3 separate regions of the Drosophila melanogaster genome follow, and all the other regions are linked to region 3. A link is a contact called in public Hi-C data. All regions are on one chromosome and are shown on one strand. The core of a region is the stretch at or near the end of the contact, and the rest is flanking DNA. Distances in the headings are between cores, read along the strand shown.

Region 1 (4,591 bases), core at 1,715-4,214, 160 kb before region 3:
TCGAAAGACCCATTGGATTGCGAGGAGAAGCTGAGAAACGCGGCGGAAATGCTCAGAGAAATTCGAAACATCATGAAGCACGAGCCGGAAATGCAACAATTGTTGTTGGAACGACAAGTCATTTTGAGTTCTGCGCTTGAGCGCTTTGAACCAGTTGAGAATTAAGCAGAAGGAACGCTAGTGTCGGTATGCTCGATTATCATATACCCTTTAGTTGGATAACTAATCAATTTAAGAATAAAGCTGCCAAAGTATGCAAACCAAAACAAAAATGGGTTATTTTATTTGGCTTGCAGATTTTCAGGAACGTTAATTTTTTTGGCCGTTCGTCATGAATCGGAATGCAAACTTATTCCATATTTAATTTCCCATCATTTGGATGGATCTGATAAACAACCAATGTGTCAACTAGATCTTACTTCCTTACGCAGAAATACACTGCCTTATTGACCTTGCTATAATAACCTAGATTTCGACTCTTGCCTTTCTTATGATGTTTCGAATTTGGCGCCAAGTGTGTTATGTATCCGTTATCTTTTGAGAGCCTGTAGAAGAGTTTTATGTATTTTAGAAAATGTTGATATTATTTAGCGAAGACACCCACCACCGGCATAGCCGCTGGTGTTTATATACATTTTAGACTGGACGGTCACACTGTTGCATCTTCACGTGTTTTCTTTCTGTTTATATTTCATTTTCCTTAATAAATCGGCTTCTTTTAAGCAAATGGAGTGTTTCAATGCGGAAATACCAGCTGACGGAGTGGTTAATAGCATAGAGACCGAAGAGATTTCGGAAAATGTAGTGAAAGCTGATGAAACCACGCTGGCAAATGGTGAGGATGAAGCCGGAAAAGCCGGCGAGGAATATGCTTACTTGGAGCGAAATGAATTCACTTCGGAAATATTCAAAGTTGAAGTGAAGAACATGGGATATTTCGGTATTGGGGTAGGTAGTTGAAATCTAAGCCTTTATATGAATATAACAACATTATAACTTTGCAGGAGTTTAAGAAGCTTTTGAGAAACACCCTCAAATTTGACGTGACCAAAATCAAGGCTCCAACTCGAAAAGAGTTCGCCTTTGTGTGCTTCCGCAGTCAGGAGGATCAACAAAGGGCCTTGGAGATCCTGAATGGATACAAATGGAAGGGAAAGGTGTTGAAGGCTCATGTTGCCAAGGCCTCGGCCGATCCTCTACAGAAAAAGCGAGCTGCCGAGGAACAGGAGTCGGAGAGAAAGCCCAAGAAACAACGTACGGCGGTGGAAGCCACGTGTCCTCTGTCGCACATTGCCTACGACCAGCAGATTAAACAAAAATCCGAGGAAATGTCGGCACTTCTGGCGAAATACACCCAGGAACTTCGGAAGGTCAATCCGCGGGCAAAGCCCCACTTGGATAAGTTCCAATTCCACGAGGTGCTTCCCTCACCCACCGTTAATGGGTATAGAAATAAAAACGAGTTCACCGTGGGAAAGAACTCCGTAGGCGAAGTGGTTGTGGGCTTCAGATTGGGCTGCTACAGCGATGGATCTGTGGAAGTAGCCGAGGTCGCAGACTTGCCACATCTACCGGAGCAGGCCAAGTGGGCTGCTCGCAGTTTCCAGGACTTGGTGAGGAAGTCCAAGTTCTTGCCCTTCAATCCGGACGGAAATATTGGCCACTTCCGGCAGCTAATGGTGCGGTGCTCCAGTGCCACAGGTGAACTAATGCTGGTGGCGGGCATATACTCCTCGAACTTAAGTGAAGACGAACAAGTTGAACTTAAGCAAGAACTGAAGTCCTTCTACGAAGATCTGGCAAATGATGCTCCGTACAAATGCAGCTCTCTGTATTACCAAGATGTCAAGCATCGGGAAGCAGGTCAGACGATTAATCCGGTGGAACACATTTCGGGCAGCACCCACATCACCGATACCATACAGGGTCTCCAGTTTCGAATCAGCCCACTGGCCTTTTTCCAAATCAACACAGAAGGAGCCAACGTGTTGTATCAAAAGGCCATTGATCTAGTTGCTCCTACTAAGGACACAACTATGTTGGATATTTGCTGTGGTACTGGCACCATTACCCTTGCGTTCGCCAAGCACTGCAAGAAAGTGATGGGCGTGGAGATCGTCCCTGATGCGATTAAGGATGCCGAGTTTAATGCGGAAGCGAATGGCATTAAAAATGCAAAGTTCTTTACAGGAAATGCAGATGATTTCATCAAGAGTATGGTGCGCGAAGCTCTCTACGATCAGGAGCCGGGTAAACCATTGGATCTTATTGCCGTGGTGGATCCCCCCAGGGCTGGACTGCGTAAGTTTACGTTGCTTAAATATTATAAATTTGCTGAATTATTTTAAGGTTCAAAGCGCTATACCTTTCCAAATTTCTTATTTGTTTTTTTCAGACCACCGCTCGATAGCCGCAATTCGATCAGCCGATGCCATCAATCGTCTGGTCTACGTCTCCTGCAATCCGCACAGTGCTAAGCGGAATTTCATCGAGCTGGCCAGACCGGAGTCTAAGCAATACAAGGGGGAGCCATTCTACCCAAAGTCCGCTGTGGCCGTTGACATGTTTCCCCACACCATGCACACCGAGCTGGTCATTCTGTTCGAGCGTGAACCTAAAACAAAGGCGGATGAGAAGTCATCGCCAGCGGAGGGAGCTGCACAGTCAAAGTCTGAGGCAACCGAAGAAGCTGTTAGCGAGGAGAACACCACATCCGTAACGTGACGTGTTTGTTGCCGGGTACAGTTCACTTCGCTGCAATCTCTTGCACATTTGCTTAATCTCTTTCTATAATCTTTTAGGTCAGTTGCGATTCGCTGAGACACCCAATATGTCTCAGTACCTCCTATCTGCCGCGATGCTGCCCTCTATCATTGTCTCTCTTTGTGGCGACTGCTCTACGACTTTTATTGTTTTAAATTGATTTAATTGTATTTACGCTGTGCGACGGGGAGGAAGTGGAAAAAGTGACAGAAGCGACTTCCTATTTAGCAAAAGACTAAGTTTAAAGCCCTGTTCAACTCGACATAGTCCGACATCCCCATCAGTGTTATTCAGGCCTCTGGAGGCCCCTGTGTGCGTGATAAGAATCGCTGCTCCGGTGGAAGTGTGGTGCTCATAAAGTTCTCATAAAGGTGTAGAAACCGCGTGAAAAAACAGCTGAGAGGTGCTACAAGTCCAACGCCCCCTCAAGGGCAAATTGATGAACAACGACCCTGACAACGATCATTGATCATGTCCGACCAGGTACCAGTTAACGATTATTTCATAGTCTAAACATATGTTCTATTGTTAAAAGTAGAAAGGGTAGTATTTAAAAGATGTTGACGTTGATATTGATCTATCAACCATATTAAAAGATTCGAAAATGACTTCATGCGTATGACGCGAATTCAGTTGTTTCGTTGTTTGTCTAAAGATAAGTTTTATTAATTTACTAAGGCAATTTGAGTTATGGCTGTTTTTTTTTATAAAGTTGAATATTTAAAAAGTCGTAGAAGTGCAATTAACTAGTTAAGGCCAGAGATGTGCCGTAATGAAATTGGCCAACTTAATAGTTAATACGTATGGGGCTGATCGCACGGATATTGCTCAATAAAATGTGTTTATATAAATCTTATCTAAGGTAAACAATCGCATTCGCTTATTTCGCCTTTCCGATTACATGTTCTTAACGAGAAGTGGTTGGATGATGTAAACAACAGATGTAGCCGTAAGCAAAGTCTTATAGAATAAAACAAAAAAATATTATTGTTTTGAAAAAGAGAACAACAAGCAAACGTGACCGATATCATGTTGAATATACTATGTAGAAAAACAAATCGGGACGCGACAGCCCTGAATTTTTATGCGACTCGACTTCCTAGAAGGGGGTGTGTTAATAGCACACGTACACACACATAAACATACATATAACTATAGTGGAAAGCCAAAATAAGCTTTCGTAAACATTAACGAAATAAACAAGAAAAACAAATAAATTGGACTTTGGAGCCAGTGGGGCGATTCGGCTACTCGGCAAATTGATTGTACAAAATATAGCAACATAAATAAATATGAAAACATTGTGCGCCGCAACTATTATAAATCAAGAGAAAAGGAGAAATTGGCAGGAAAGTGAATAAAATGCGGCTGAATTTGTTTATTCATTCGGCTATATTTATGGCCTCGTGTAAGCCAAGATATAGCAACAACTAGCAACACCCAAAATATGCGATTACGATCGGAACAGGGAGCCCAAGACCTTGACCGGAGAGCTTTGTTTCCGAAGCCGAAAAGCTTGAATAGTTCTTGCCTTATCAAACAAACACTCAACTAACTGTGCGATGTAAACAAACAGCGAGGAAAACAGCAAATTTTCAACCGACGAAAACCGGTTCCCCTAGAGAGAGATATATGGCGGTCTTCCGGAGAGAGCTTTTCGGCTGATGCCATGTCTGTGGATGTGGATGTCGATGTGCTGGTGGATGTGGACGAGAAGCTGCGGCGAGGGCCTGGCTACGACTACGCCCCACACATCGGACTGAAAACCGCTTCACGTGCGTAACACCATCGCCGCCGACAGCTGCACACGACCAACACGTTTTCTCGG
Region 2 (4,996 bases), core at 946-3,445, 240 kb before region 3:
AAGCGTCATCATCTTCATATTGATTATACGTGGGGTCTGATAATCAAGGTAAAGGCCGTAGCTTGCGCAATTTAGATTGACAATCGTGAGGTGCAGAAATTTAATTGAATTCTTCACTTTCGACATCAGTTTCCTGCTAAAACACAGATAATGCCCCAAAGTGATTCATTGAGCTATACAAGTGGGTTGGGTATTCCATTTTGGCTGCGAGCAGACTTTGAACTTGTGTCATCGAAGAATGGAGCCCGGAGGACGACCGACCTTGGCTTCTACACTGTCAGAAATACATATATGTATCGCCAAGGTCAGCCCACCAAAGACACTTGGAAGGCGCAATTGAGCAGCCTTTTGAAACAGCTATCCAGGTGCTTACTTCTAATTTCTTCATACTTGAGTGATACACTGACAGTAATTATGTACAACTTTCGATGAATACAAAAATTAATGGTAATATGTGTGTTTACACTTTTGTGTTTACTGAAGCGTAAATAAATAAATGCTTAAATGATTTCATATTATAACAAATATTTCTTAGTATTATATATAAATATATATATATATTTTTTGTGTGTGTTTTTATTATTAAAGAAATCCTTTTGAAGTACGCATGTTTTCTTTGTATTGAGACTGCTGAAAGAAAATGTAATTTATTAAAGAGCCGCTCAATTTTTCCCTGTGCACTCCCTTGCAACATTCCGGCTGGCCTCCCACGCGCCAGGGCCGAAAGCAGAGTAAAGTCCTGGGGAATAACGCCCTTGGAATCTCAGGAGCCGCGTGCCAAGACGAAAGTGAGCAGCGAGAAATGCGTGGGCTGAGCATGGATTTCGTATGGCCGTTTCTTTCCCTCGCCGACTGTCTCCCTCTCTGTCTGCTTGGCTTTCTTTATTGCTCCAACGGTTTTCGCTGCTGCGTGGGACTTTCATTCATGAAAATTGTGCTCGAAAGTCGTTCGTTCGTACATCTGTATATAGTAGCACGTTGTGATGGGCCTTACCTAACGGTATATGGTGTGTATGGGTGTGCGTTTTATGTAAAGCTAGTGCAACGCAGGCGCAGCAGGAAGTTTGTTGTTTGTGGAGAAATTTTTGCACGCGCCGCATATCCTTGAAATTGTCCTTCCATGCGATTTCTGTATGGGTACACACGTATATCCTTGTGTGAGTCTCTTCTTTTTGGGTGTAAATATCAGGGTCATGGTTATAAAATTAAACATTTCATCGAGTCTCCAATATAACTGGCTCTTGGAGGAGCATTTGCGCAGGAGCTTTCGTTAGAGAGTAGACAGCGACTCCATTGATGATTCCGATTCTTCTGGGCTCCGTAATTTCTTATCTGTCTAAATTAGTGGTCCATTAACTTTTGCACTCTAGTGAAGTGAAATGTTAACCGCGCTCTCGCAAAAAGAGAGTAACAATAAAGTAGGTTCCATCGCGAAGGGTAAGGTGGGTGGTGGTGGGAGTAGTGGGAGAGTGAGAGAGAGCTAGTTTGGATGGCGAATTCAATGAATCAACACGAACACACGCATTTTACTTGCCACACGCATACCACAGCACAAAAATATCAATGAACTTTACACAAAACTTTGGGAGCGTATGCAGCGTGGAGAAATAGTCAAAGTGCCAAAAGAGTGCGGGAGAGAAAGGCAGGTGGGAAATTTGAAATACGAACCCAGTTATGAAATAATTATTTAACATACGGGAAAATATGATTATTTAATATATTTAAAAAATTTTATGTAATTTATAGAATTAAAACAAAGTCTTTACTTTATCTAAATTTTATTCAGGAACTCTCTTTGTATTTACTTTTTTCCCCATTTTTTCTCCTTTTTTAACCGAGCAAATTTCCAAGTGGGTCTGTGCCTGTGCACTGGCTCTTGCTCACCTTTTGGAGAGTTGCTCTTCTCTCCGGTTCGCGTACCTGTGTGCGCGGGTGCGTTCTTCCTTTCATTGCGTGTAACGGACTGTTTGTTTCGAAATAGTAATTCCCAAATGTATTTTTTTAAACGAGAAGGCAAAAAGATTCAATATTTTATAAGTTATTTCTTAATACTGCGCCTAACAAATACAATATTGTTATTGGGTTTCGCTCTTCGAATTCCGACGGAGAGAATTGGAGAGTCGGAGAGCAAGTGCAACTGTGTTCGTATTTTTGGAGAGCAACGAGGCTATTTAAGCAACCCACGACGCGCTTATTTTGTTATTGCCCGATTATCTTTTACCCGCGCTGCTTGTGTGTGCTCGCTTTCCATTCGAAAAAAACATCAACTCAAAATATGGATATTTGATAGAAGTAATTACCTATTTGTTTGGGAAATATTCAACGGTTTTTGGATGTTTTAGTTACTCGATGACAGGTTCACCGCACGTTTTTTCATTCGATTCCGAACTGTTGTTGTTGTTTTAGCGAAGCACACCTAAAAAATACAAAACCACTCACACACACGCGAAACATACACACGGTTGTGATTTGGCGCGCTCTTGTGTGCGTGTGTACATACAACAAAAAGCAAAAAGCAACGAATTTCGGTGTGCAAAGAAACATAAATCGGCAAGCGAGGAAATCGGAAAGCCAAGAAACAAAAAAAACAAAACAGTGCAAGTTACAGATTTCCCCAAACGAGATAAAAACAAAAATTCCTTTTTGATTTCCAAGATTTTCATCTGCGCGGGAGTGTGTGTGTGTGTAACAGCAACAAATACCATTGCACGGCCAAGAAAGAAGAAGAGAACCAGCGCGAAGCAGAAGAAGAAAGATGATGTAAACTTTGTTGTAACCAAAAGAAAAAAGAATAACATAAAAAACGAGTGAAGCAGAGAACAGAGCTAAACGGGAAAAATAGTGGCAGTGCTTCGAATTCTTCCAGTCTTTGAGTGATTTTTTGGGAGCTCTTCAAAATGCCAGAAACGGAGCACGAGACCTGCAGCAAGGAGTGGCTGCAGTCCCAGTTGCGATCCCTGGACTCCAAGGACCTGATCCTGTTGGACTGCCGCGGCTCGCACGAGTACAGTGAGTCGCACATCCGCGGAGCCGTCAACCTATGCATACCCAGCATCGTCCTCCGTCGTCTGGCGGTTGGCAAAATCGATCTGGCCTCCACGATCAAGTCGCCCGAGCTGAAGCAACGCATCCAGTCGGGCTACAAGCTATGCTGGTTCATCCTCTACAACGGCGAAGGCGTGCCCGGCCAGAATCAGGAGATCGCCGGAGCCGGATCCCTGGCCGTCGCCATGGACTCCATCATCAGCATCCTGCACCGTCGCCTCAAGCAGGACGGCTGCCGCGTAGTTGCTTTACAAGGTGAGTCATAAGTTCAATACTTTGGGTGCCCCAAAAAATAGAACTACAATATCATAATACAAGTGCGGGAGTTACTAAAACCAACTAAGGTTTATATATACCTCTCAATTCCCACATTTAAACTCACGTAATTAATCTTATAAATATGAATACTATCCATGTTGATTTCATAGAATATGTACATATTTGAAATATTAAAGCTTCAGTAATAGAAATGACTAAGTAAATCATTATAAACATAGTAGAAAACCGAAAAATTTCATCCAAAATTTCCCCCCTTAATCTCGTTTGATTAGAATGTAATAACTAAAGTAGTAATATTAAGATTTACATTGTGATATTCTTGGAATGCAATGAATCAATATTACGAATGGAATTTTTTGTTAGTTTACTACGCACCTGTATCGAGAACGGAACTCTCCATTTGTTGATCATAGCTGTGCTATCGGATTCTTTAAATGCCTGATACTTCCCAACACCGCCCATAAATCAATGCCGCACATTCCTATCCTAGGCCTAAGAATATCATAACTTATTTATACTTCCCCAATGTTGTTTGCGGCATTTTTAGCCCGAAACCCCCAAGGAAGAAACCAAAACAAAACAAAACAGCCGAAAGAATATTAATAATACAAGCAAGCACTGCCTGGCCATAAATAAACATTTGCATGGATTTGTTATTGTTTTTTTTTTTTTTCGTTTTGGCGAAACAAGGCAAGCATTCTGGGGGCGGAGACAAAATGACAAATGCAAAAAAAAAAACTAGCAAAATATAATGTAATCCGCACAGCTGATAAAGCTAGCGCCAGATTAGAATTATATTTAGTCTGACTGATCCTGTCCTCCTCCTCTCGCATTCTGATTATAGACATACACTGCATAGATTTCACCTTTCTGAACTTGTTTTTGGTTGACACGATTTTGTTTGACTTTGATAGAAAATTATAATGGCAGGAATTTGTTAGTTTATATATGCTGTGTCTTTTGTTTCCTTATCACAATTGCATGTAAGCTATATTAAAACTTGCGCAAAATATCAATCCAACCATATCGGCGGATATATATGTATATGTAGTTATACCACCCCGCATGCCCTTCCAATTATGCACTTTATTCTGAAACACTATGCCCCTCCTTGATTGGCCCATATCAATTAAGGAGCGATTTAAATATAAATGTGTTTTCAAAATCGTTTGGTATTTTACAAACACGTTCGGAGATTAAGGAAGTCATAAATAAACATCACTGCTGTCGATGCTTTTGAGGTCTTTCCACTATTGTTGGCTACACATTTTCTTTGTGCTCCCGTATAGATTTGTGTCATTCAGAAAAATGTCACAATTGCTTTTCAGCGACTCCGAGGCTCGACTCCCATGACTCAAAGCCACATAAATTGTCATATATACTATATATGCTATACATATGCTTATTTATGTATGTGCTGCCCTATATGCCTGTGCACATAGTCGAAATATATACATAATTATCTGACGACTGACTATGGCTTCGTTTTTATTTTTATCACTTCAATTTCCGCTCGCTTACAAGTCCCACAGAACCCCGTGATTGTTTGGATGTATGTACATATGTATGTACATATACACACTTTTTTGCCGAACAAGCTTTACGCACGTTCTCCTCTGCCATTCAAATGTTTTCTGTTTCTTTTTTTTTTTTGTGTCTGCCTGCTAATATC
Region 3 (4,811 bases), core at 1,142-3,641:
ATGTATGTTGTTAGCACACATTTAGTGGGTCGGTTTCTTCTACATACATATGTACATATATTTTACTTAACTTCGTGTACACTAATTTATTCGTTGCATTTCATTGTCGCCTTCCGTTCGGTTCAATTAAATTACAGCTCAATGCAATAAAATGATCTCACTTGATCAACTTGCTGCGAAAAAAAAACTTTCCACATATGTTTCTACACACATAAGATACATTTATGATTCATATAGCATTTTCTTGCTTAAACAGCAAGATCAAAGAAAATAATGTGTTGTCAAGCACGGCGCCTCTGAAATAAATCTGATACAATTATCTCCTCTCTGGCGAAATTTAATATGAGTGAAATTTGTTCTGGCAAGTTTCTTAAAGTTGTCGTATTGATTCCCGAATGTTCGATGCACGTAGGTTCCCTAACCGAATCGTCCTCGTTCTCAATTGAATCGATCCAATCAACAATTTATGGCCATTTCCTATGCGACTTTGAAATTTGTTCGTATTGATTTTTACAAAGTGTGTTGGTCTGCAATTATTTCTATGTCATAGAAGCCTACAAATCCGCCGTGGTAAAACTGTTTTTTTCTCTAATTCTGTTATAATTGTATCTAAGCGAAATATTATATATTTTTTTTAGTCAGTGTTACTTTCGTAACAATCTATTTTCCTAGTACATTGCATGTTCAGTCCTTGACAACACCTATTTGAATTTGAAGTTGGAATTCTAAAAATAGAATTTATTTCACCACCCGCGATGATTAAAGAACGTCTAAGTATCTCAACCACTATCTTAACAGGCCACGCTTATTTTTATCAGTTTTTAGTGGAAAACCCATATGTGGAGCATGCCAAATGCAGATGATAGAACATTTACACGCGGCATGCACAGGAAAAGCTTCAAGTCCATTCCATGCCAGCAATCGATGACGATGACAGTGGCAACCACTTGTCACATTCATATCTTTTGCACTTGATGTAAGCAACTAAAACTTGAACAGGCAAACGAGTTTCACGCCGAGATTGACTTGACGACTTGTCGAGTGGTTCCAGTGGATTCTGGACCTCATGCCCACTTTCACCCAGCGAGTGCATGTCCCTCGCCATCGAGAAAGTTTCACTTCAATTACCCAGCTTACATGGGCCTTAACTCATTAAAGCGTAAACGGTGAAGAAGATATTCCTGATGCTTAAGTCATTATACTTATATGGAAAATGAATGATTAAATTTCATTAAAGTAAAGTATGTCTGAACATAAGGTACGATCCTTAATTAACTATTGTACAACTACTTTCTGGCTTAGTTTCTAATTGTTTAGCTTTTTCTTTATGTCATTAAAGAAATACATATGTAATAGATCAACAAAAACATGGACTTAAACACTGATGATACCATTAAATGCCGATTAATGTATTTATGTACATATGTTCTAAGAATAAATAAGGGCATAGTATTGGGTACTGTGTCAGTAATTTCAAATTCCTGTAGTCTTTGTGATCAGCAACAGGTGGCCTGCCGTTATTACCTTCAGGTGTCGCCTGGCTAACGTGGCTGAAATATGTAACAGGTTGCCAGTTTGGTCTAAATGGCACAGCAGTTCCCGTTTTCACGGTACACCGTCTCCTCTCGAAAATGGAAAAAGAAAGTGCTCAATTGAAATAACCAGCTGCACTTAATTGATTACACCAAGCCAATGTTAATTACCATATTCCTTAAGATTTTTTAAGTTCCGTGCACCACAGTTGAGTTTAATAGGTCTGAAAAGTGATAGTGTGTTAATAGAAATTTCTTTAAGAAATAAAAACAAATTGCAAATACTTACCGTTTAATTGGGATGAATCTTAGTCATCAAATCGGCTGCCACTTCGAAACAGCGCACTTCAGCATGGTGATGTTTGCTTGGTTAATGGACCTTAACATCAAGGTGCACTTCCTGCACTGGTGCCTGCTCCTCCTTTACGACCAAGCCGATATAACGGTTCCACCATCCGTATCGTGGGTCTGGAGTCCAGATCCGAGTCCTTATTACCCAACGAAGATGTCGTCGTAGTCCGGTGGCGGGTGTGGTGATGTGGATGTGGACAGGTAGCTGCTGTTGGCGGGACTTAACAGTGAACGATCAGGACCAGGGCTCGGCGGCAGTGGCAGTGGAGTTCCAATTGGTGACCACGGGTTTGTGGGGGTGGCGCTGTTGATCGGAGTCGTCGGTGTTGGTGTTGTGGACGCGTATATCTAAGCGCTGTCCGCCAACTCTTTGACCCAATATGGCTCGACTCAGGGTCTGGCTCTTCAAACTGCCCGTCCTGTATATAATTGGCCAAGAGGCGTAAATTTGTTACAATTGAAATTGAATTATCCCAGTCGCGGAATATTTTAGCGCTAATAAGAAAGTGTTACCAGATTCGGAACAGCATAAGAACGCAATTTTCGTTGAATGGACGTTCTGCTTTGTGTCCATGTGTTTCTATTTGTGTTTGTAAGTAATGTATGTAACAACAACAAACAACATGCACAAATAAATGTAAATGTGTAGGTGTGTGGAGCGATTTAATAACAGGGCACAGTGTTGCGTTTTGAAACATCGACAGCTATTTTTTTGTCTTGCTTTTTCGCACTCGTTTTCATTCCAATTTTTGCGCGACTTCCAATTGGAATATTGGAATATTTCTGAGAGAGAAATTAAAAAGAGAACGTAAAACCATAACATAACTGGACCCAACTTAGATCTGGGTTTTCCATTGATTACCCATTTACCCGATATATTTGACTTTATTGGTCAACGATGTGACGCTGTGGACTCCTGACTAATCATCACACGGGTAATGCATTAGAAAGTCTATATATATATAAGAGAATAAAAGTCAACATGTGAAGACTATTCAAAAACTAAGCTTGTAGATTTGGATCAGCTTAGAGCCTGTATTAGTGAAAATCAAACTACTTTAATTTAAAACGTACAAATGGTAATCACCTTAATTAGTGATTTAATGCATATAACAATTTAAAAGCTACATTAATTAAGCTGGTTAATATGATAATAAGCGCTTAAGCCGAACTCTGCTGAAAAGCTGGCTTCTTTTTTCCAATAACTGACTTTTGGATAAGCTGAGACTTAACTTTAAAATGACAAAGATATCTCTCAAATTACCCTTTAAGCGTAGCTTAAATCGCTGATCTATCAATAACTACGAAAGAAACCCCCATAGACCATAAAATAAATGATTTCAATAATAGGAAAATGCTGAGCTAAACAAATTTTTCTGAGTGTTCCTAAGCCTATCTTACGACGACCGGCATGCTCACGGTGCCACCACTAGCCGCCCAAAAACGTTCTGCTCTTCTCCCGCTCTCGCGCGCTCCCACACACACGTGTGCAGCGGACCCTACACCTACGTCGCGGCACACCAACACACAGAACGCGGGCGGTTGAAGCGGCAGAGCTATCGCCAAGTAAATTCAGTCGCGCATTTCACCGTTTCCGAATCGGACGAACCGGGCGTGCTTGCTCTCCTGCTGCTTTCGAGATCGGAGTCCCGATAAGGATATAACTACAACCTAAAGAGGAATCCAAGCCTCCTCCTGCCGCTAGTTTCGAAAAGTAAATAGAGTACTTGTTATCAACTGGGAAGCGGAGATACATAGCTCCGATATTCCTGTTAAAGCCAGACAAACGGATACCAACAAACAATCGCCATGTGCGTCGTCGTCCCTTCTCGTTTCACACATCGTGCGATAAAAATACCGCTTTGCTTTTTGTGTTTATTTAAAAATTTTGGTTAGGAAGTGAACTCGAACTCGTGACGTTTGCATTTTCACAACAACAAAAAGAGCAAAACATAGCAGAAGAACCCCAGAAGAAACAGGAACAGAAACCGTTGACCGAGTGCCAGTGTGAAGGTCTAGGCACAAAGAACCGCTACCAAGAATCTCTTGGGAGTAGGGAGGCTCTTTACAATGACAACATTGCACCAAAGATGGACTCTCTCTCTAAAATGCATTTCATACCAATATTTACTTTTCCGCTGAGCACTGGCATCTGGTTCTTTGTTCCAACGGACTTATCGATCCTCCGTTCCATTTCTTCGATCTTCTTCGCGATCCAAGTGCACCTGATGCAGTACAGTTCTTTCACGATAAGTCACACTTCAATTACGATCTCGGTGTATTGACCAAAATCAATATTTTCCAATCTATCTTCGAAAAGGAATTGTTCAAAGCGATTAATAAATATTTGTGAAATAAATTTTAAAAATATCACTTTCCAATGTAACAAATATTGCCACTTTTTGAAGAAATTCTTGAATTTTGTGCATATGTATGTATGTTTGCAGAGCACATATTTATGCACTAGTAGTGCGCTTCCTGTTCTATTTTTGTTGAACTGACGCAGCATTTTCCATCTAAAGTTTTCCAAAATAATGTTTACTATTTTTTCATGTATTTATTTGTCTTAAGACGTGCACAATTTTACTATTTCGTTAGTGAAAGTTCTGTAGGAATATTTCATTTTCTCTTCATTTAAAATAATTATTTCATGCATGACTAAACGGATTGCTTTGTGGTGGCATTTAATAAGAATTAACCTAAGAATATTGGGAAATTTTACAGGTTTACCCATAAAAAACTCATAAATTCGTATATATTAATTGGTATATAAATCATATGAATAATATCAGTCGACAGCCCAATCATTTTAAAGTACCAAGCGAATACGAGTTTTTAATTGCAGTTCATTAGCAACAATTCATTTTTGGTTATATTTTATAAATTGCTATAGCGATCATGCTATTGTATAATGCATCATGATTTTCG

Evidence for each region. A called contact is a pair of places that touch in the nucleus more often than the background predicts.
Region 1: a Hi-C map of the Kc167 cell line shows a contact between it and region 3, with 3 times the contacts expected there. A contact is called at or near these places in 6 of 107 Hi-C or Micro-C datasets (the Clone 8 cell line, the Kc167 cell line, the S2 cell line and 1 more).
Region 2: a contact with region 3 is called in a Hi-C map of the Kc167 cell line, with 2.5 times the contacts expected there. A contact is called at or near these places in 3 of 107 Hi-C or Micro-C datasets (the Clone 8 cell line, the Kc167 cell line and wing imaginal disc).

The regions. Positions count from the first base shown.
Region 1 is chr3L:18,996,656-19,001,246 of dm6, reverse strand. It overlaps CG18135, which reads left to right and starts at 2,964. Exons shown (of 2, transcript NM_176346.2): 1 at 2,964-3,246. The coding sequence starts at 3,235. It overlaps CG3808, which reads left to right and starts at 639. Exons shown (of 4, transcript NM_140826.2): 1 at 639-948; 2 at 1,005-2,301; 3 at 2,396-2,739; 4 at 2,802-3,372. The coding sequence starts at 727. The coding sequence ends at 2,724. SmydA-2 (SET and MYND domain containing, arthropod-specific, member 2) reads left to right here. Exons shown (of 3, transcript NM_140827.3): 3 at 1-262. The coding sequence ends at 165.
Region 2 is chr3L:19,083,625-19,088,620 of dm6, reverse strand. Mkp3 (Mitogen-activated protein kinase phosphatase 3) reads left to right here and starts at 2,195. Exons shown (of 5, transcript NM_001275103.1): 1 at 2,195-3,300. The coding sequence starts at 2,898.
Region 3 is chr3L:18,839,159-18,843,969 of dm6, reverse strand. lncRNA:CR32027 (long non-coding RNA:CR32027) reads right to left here and starts at 2,391. Exons shown (of 3, transcript NR_048296.1): 1 at 1,822-2,391; 2 at 1,704-1,756; 3 at 1,184-1,624. The region is part of intron 1 of Indy (I'm not dead yet); the gene reads left to right.